2 separate regions of the Mus musculus genome follow, and region 1 is linked to region 2. A link is a contact called in public Micro-C data. All regions are on one chromosome and are shown on one strand. The core of a region is the stretch at or near the end of the contact, and the rest is flanking DNA. Distances in the headings are between cores, read along the strand shown. Region 1 overlaps Gm30234 (a long non-coding RNA gene). Region 2 holds the start of Xpnpep1 (X-prolyl aminopeptidase (aminopeptidase P) 1, soluble).

Region 1 (2,700 bases), core at 131-2,630, 55 kb before region 2:
TCTGAGCCTCCATTTTTTTTTTTTTTTTGTGGGGAGCCTTCAGATTGACACCCGACTTTCAGCGGAATCGACAAGACATGCAACCTGGACAGTTTGCATGGGCTGGAGAGTTGGCTCAGTGGTTGGGAGCACTGGCTGCTCTTGTAGAGGCCTGACTTTGAATCCCAGCACTTGTGTCTCTACCTCCAGAGGATCTGACTTCTTGCTTCCATAGGCACCTGAATTCATATGTTCATGTCCAATATAAACACATAACTCAAACGAAAGATGAATCTTGAAGAGGAAGAGGACAAGGAGACAGAGGGCTGAGAGAGCTCTGCCTTCCAAGGAGAGTGGACTACTTTAAGCTCTCAGCCACAGACCATTTCCCCTCGGCTTCTGTCCTCTTTACCCGTCATGTGCTCACTGTTCACTTTGGTCTTAGGTCTGATGACTAGTCTTGCTTAGCACTGTCCACTGGGCTTTCCCCCAATCACTTACTCAGAAATGAGTAGCATACTGCAACATGGGGCAAGCATGGTACATTGACTCGGAATCCAGAAAGCCATCTCTATCTGCAGATGGAATTATGTATCAGTTATGGGAATTCTGTATCAGTGCCCTTGGAGAATTTGAATACAAACTAAGTGATAGTGATATTTAGATATCTGTAATGGCCTGACGGGTGTGCATTCATGTGCACACTCACCCACACTCACACATATACATAAATACACACATATTTGCTAGCTGCAAACCAGAGCCCCAAAGTAGATTTAAAATTTTTCCAGTCTATGAAATATTAATGATACATCCCTCTAATACTAATAATCAGCAATAATTTAATAAGTATACATTATATAATAATACATAATTATATAATAGACAATATAGTTTATATATTATACAGTACATTATATAATAAATAAAAGTAGCACCGAGCATCAATTCTGAGTTTGAATCCTAGTTCCATTATGAGATAAGATGCTGCTTTCTCTGAGTCAGTTTCCCTTGGCTAAAGTGAGAATGAAGCAGGAACAGACACTCCCCTGCTGCGGTCGTAAAGGTTAGATGATGAGCACCTGAAGCCTTGAACCTGAGGGATTATTGCAGGCAGAGAAATGACCCAGAGCTGGGCCACTTAAGATAAGGCAGCAGGGTTCCTTGCCTGGAGGGGTTAATAAGGACTCCGCCACAGAGCCCAGGGGAATGTTGTAGGCAAAACTAGAATCAGAGGGAGGGTGGTGCCTGGCCAACAGTGAGAAGGTTGTAGTCAGAGGCCAGTAGTAGGCATCGAATCTCCTGGCACTGGAATTACAGTTGGTTGTGAACCATCTGATAAAGATGCTTGGAACCAAACCCATATCTTAGAACAGCAGCAAGTTCATTTCCTCCCCCCCCCCCCCACCTCCGGCAGATCTCATTCTATAGCCCTGGCTATCTGTCACTATGTAGACATTCCAGAGAGCCCTTGAACTTACAGACATCTTTCTTCTACCTCCAGCAAGGGCTACTAATCAGTGAATAACTTCTCTAGCTCCTCCTCTTCTTCTAACTTTTTCTTTTGTGTGTGTGATAATTATCAAGTGGAAAAGGTACAGTGTTTAGATATGTAAGAAAAATGAACTATGGTTTCAGACTCTCTAGAAGTTTGGATCCAGTCTGACTGGCCAAGTCTGGCTGTGGTGAGTTTTAATTCTCACCTCTTCGTGGTTTGTTCTCTGCTGGTGGTGACCCCTGGAGGGACCACACAACAAAACCAGGGCCTCATGCATGCTAACGAATACTCTACCCACCGAGCTACATCCAAGGCTTGAAGCTTTCTTGAAGCTAGGTACCATGTGCTTCAATATCAAAGCAAGCAGAGATTCTTAGTGACAAAAGCTGTTGGGCAAGCAAAAGAAAAGGAGGAAGAGGAGGGGGAGAAGGAGGAGGAAGAGATGGAGGAGGAGGAAGAGGAAGAAGAGGTAAAGAAGGAGGAGGAGGAGGAGGAGGAGGAAGAGATAATCCTTTGGAGCTAAAGCAACAGCTCAGCAGTTAAGAGCATTTTCTGCTCTTGCAAGGGTCCACGTTCAATTCCCAGCACCTATGTGGCAGCTTACAACCACCTACAGCTCCAGTTTCAGGGACTCTGGCACCTTCTTCTGACCTACACAGGGTCACAAATGCATACATATAGGCCAAGCACCCACAAAATAAAAATAAATTTAGTACAGACTTAGCTGACTCCATAGGGAAGTACCGTCCAGGCTGTAAAACTCAGCATGCGGACAGCACCGCCTGCCAAAATGAAAACAAAGGCCCGAGCCATCCAAGCCCACAGTTACAGGAAAGTCTCGGAATGCACTAACCTTGCTCTTTGGCTTCTCTGGTTCTGCTTGTGGCTAACTGTTCTTGTTAACTGAAGTGTGTCAAATCAGGGTCAGTATGCAAGCATTCAGCTGGCCTGCCCTCAGGGGCCTAGCAATTGCTTAAGAAGTGGCCCACTGTGTGTACTGCATATAAAAGGACCTGCCCGCCACTCAGTCAGCAGCTCTCTGTCTATCCTCCTTCCTGTTTCCCCACTGCCCTTGAAGTCCTCTCTCAGCCCTCATGGCTCTGCTCCCATCTGTCTGTCTGTCTGTCTACATGTCCACTTGCCTGCCTCTATCCCTTCCCAGGTCCTCACTCTTCTCCCCTCCTCATAACCCCAAATTTACACCATGTCCGATGCATGACATA
Region 2 (2,859 bases), core at 4-2,503:
AAGCTGTGGGAAAGGGGCCCGGATGGGTCCAAGCGGTTTACAGCTTTAAGCAGGTTTCATCGAGGAGGTGACACTTGACGGGACTGTGAGTGTCAAAGATAGGGAAGGCCAGCTTAGGTGGAGTGAGGTGACCTGTGAGCTGTGATTAAGAAGAGTCACTCCAAATGAAATGGGGACTGCTTAGTTTCTTTTCCCGTCGTTGTGATAAAACATTCTGGCGAAAGGAATTTGAGGGGTAAAGGACTTCTTCGGCTTCCAGTTTCCGTTCATCTAGTCAGGGAGCCAGGCCTTACATCGGTAGTCAAGAGGCGAGAGTAATATATTCATGCTCGTCTTCAGCTCATTTCCATTGATTTTATACAGTCTAGAATCCTCTACCTAGGGAGTGGTTCTGCCCGTCTTAAATAACACAAGACAACCCTCCAGCCAGGCCCAGGGGCTTTTTCTCCCAGGCGATTCTAGAATGGTCAAGTGGACACCTCAGGGTAGGTTCGGTCTGGCTTCTATGCAGGCGTCACACAGGTGAGGTGGAAGTGATGCACCCCAGATAGGTGACGTGATGGAAGTGGGTGGGGCTACGGATCTACTTTGAAGCCAGGACCAAGCGGATCTTGGGCAGATGGGGCATGGACCGGGGAATAAGGCAGATATTACGTCAAGATTTTTGCCCTTAAAACATGGAATAGCCACCGACTGAGATGAAAAAGCCCTACGTGAAGAATGTTTTTGTTTGTACATAGGGTTAGGAGCTAGGTTTGGACGCTTTAACGCCCGATCGTTAGCCCAAGTGAGCAGTAAGTTTTGAAGCTGTTGGGAATAATCATTTGGAAGACATCTCTAAGGTCTCAGCAAGTTATATCCTGATCCAGTCAGTGTCTCCAGGACCCTAAAATAGGTTCTTGCAGAGCTGGCCACGACTCTCTCGTCTTAGCTGACCTAAAAGCTGGAACAAACCGGAGAAGCATGCAGCTTCCTTAGCTGGCAAAACGCCTGTCCTTCCTCTTAAATGGAGAGGAAGATCAGTGACGACTGACCGGCGCCTCTCCCAATTGGTTGCACAGAACACCACACCCTCTCCAAGCAACAGCCCAAAGGTTTTGGAATTCTGACACTCGGCCACGCCCACTCCGGTGAACGGGCGGGGTTTACAGCGGGGCGGAGCCTCTGCGTGAGCACGCCACAGAGGGGAGGAGTGGCCTGCCCGGTGCGCGCGCCTGGCCGTGGGTGATCAGCTGGTCTGCGCTCCCCTGACGTGGGCTGGGGCACGTCACCGCCGAATGGCAGCCTCCAGAAAGCCGCCGCGAGTAAGGTGAGGGGACTGTGCCGGCTGACCGGCATCCGGCGCCCGGCGCGCGAGCTGCACCCCCGGGAGGGTAGGGACGAGAGGGCGAGCAGCGACGGGCCCGCGGCCGTCCGGGGATGGCCTTGGCTAGCGGGGGTTGCCCCAGCGGGAACCGGGGAACGATCTGTGCAGCCCGGCAGGACTCAGCTCGCTTCCGGCGGGGCCCCCGGGCACCTCCGGGCGGCCGGAGCCGGTCCAGGGACCAGTGTGACCGAGGAACTGCCTCGCTGGTCCCGGGAAAGCGGTGATCCTTACCACCCCCGACCCTGAGGGGAGGCCCTGCTGTTGCAGGAAGTTGGTCCCTCTTGGATCCACCCCGGGTACCCAGAAGTGATTGTGCCCCTGCCCTTTTCCTTCCTCCACGGCGGCGATCTAAAGTTACAACCCTGATCATTCTGATGACTGCATTTTACCTCTTGATTCAAACTCCCAACAGAGACAGGCAGCCGTTGTGCCCTCCCCACCCAAATGGTCTCAGGGGCTGTATCAGGAAACAGATAGGCATAGCCTTCCGGAAAATCCTCCTGGAGCCTGCTCTGGGTTCTTCTTGGACACAGGAAGTGAGAAGACACTTCCCAGACTCATGTTGAACATGCTTTAGTGTATCCCTTCTGCACCCGAACCAGGCACACTTGGTTATTTAAAGTGGGAGATGCTAAGAACATAAAACCAGAATTAAAACTCTGAGGGGATGCACAGGGGCGTACCCATCCTCTCAGACCAGTTGAGTCTTGAAAGAACACATGAGGCACCGCAGCCCGACTTGTGAAATTCCGACCATATTATGCCTGTTTCTGTGAGTGGACAGATCTCAAGCCTACCTTGACCCAGACCTGGTCTTGTCACAGCGTGTTAAGTGTGACCAAGAAGTTTATATATGCACGATGGTGGGTGGTGTGGGTAATTGTCCATGTGGTTAGACCTTCCTGGACGTCTTCTGCTGGAAATAAAGTCAGGCAATTGGATAATGATGTAATGTCAAAGGTTCGGAGGCAGCTTGAGGACCACACCACAGTCGTTGCTGGATCCTGGATCCGTAGTCACAGTATTGGGGGTGGTCAGTGAACGTCAGATGGTAGGCTGAGAGGGAGGGTGCCTTCCGGAAGTGGTAGAATTTCAGTGCCATCCAGTGTACAGATGAGGACCCCTTTCAGTTTAGAAGGTCAAACTGAACTCCTTGAAGGAGGCAAATGGAGGCTGGTGGCTGTTAGTGAAGCCAAAGATAGTCGAACCAATCCTGGCACCAGACTTGTCTTCCCCGTCTCACTTCTAGCTCCAGTTGTGTTCAGCTCTCGCTTGGGCAGACTTTTTCCTTCCCGCAGGTGGTGAGAGTTCTAGGCTGACAGTCACTAGAAACAGCCTTATGGTGCGGCTGGAGCAGAGGTCTTAGATCTCCTTCTCACTGAACTCACTTGATGGTTCATGCTATCTGAACTGGTCGTTAGGACCAGAGGGGTGTATTTACCAAGCTTGCATCCATGATGCGCATGGGTTCATGTGATAACAGCAGGTGATAG

Evidence for each region. Hi-C and Micro-C count contacts between places; a contact is called where the count stands out from the background.
Region 1: a Micro-C map of the G1E-ER4 cell line shows a contact between it and region 2, with 2.7 times the contacts expected there. The contact joins the enhancer-like site here to the promoter of Xpnpep1 in region 2. A contact is called at or near these places in 3 of 39 promoter capture datasets (cranial neural crest, hippocampal neurons and liver), 1 of 15 datasets of contacts at CTCF or cohesin (the NIH/3T3 cell line), 14 of 484 Hi-C or Micro-C datasets (the C10 cell line, the G1E-ER4 cell line, brain and 9 more), 10 of 115 datasets of contacts at active chromatin or transcription factors (bone marrow-derived macrophages, embryonic fibroblasts, embryonic stem cells and 5 more) and 3 of 9 other capture datasets (adipose tissue, liver and pancreatic islet).

What each region holds. Positions count from the first base shown.
Region 1 is chr19:53,092,156-53,094,855 of GRCm38.p6, reverse strand. All of the region lies in intron 1 of Gm30234 (a long non-coding RNA gene), which reads left to right. Among named protein-coding and RNA genes, the nearest start is that of Gm41862, 8.5 kb to the right of the region's middle. Within about 2 kb of position 1,380, at least 11 of the 459 cell types and tissues checked have an H3K27ac peak or open chromatin away from gene starts, as enhancers often do. A contact at or near this core is called in the G1E-ER4 cell line and microglia, where this site is marked.
Region 2 is chr19:53,036,964-53,039,822 of GRCm38.p6, reverse strand. Xpnpep1 (X-prolyl aminopeptidase (aminopeptidase P) 1, soluble) reads left to right here and starts at 1,253. Exons shown (of 20, transcript NM_001374834.1): 1 at 1,253-1,309.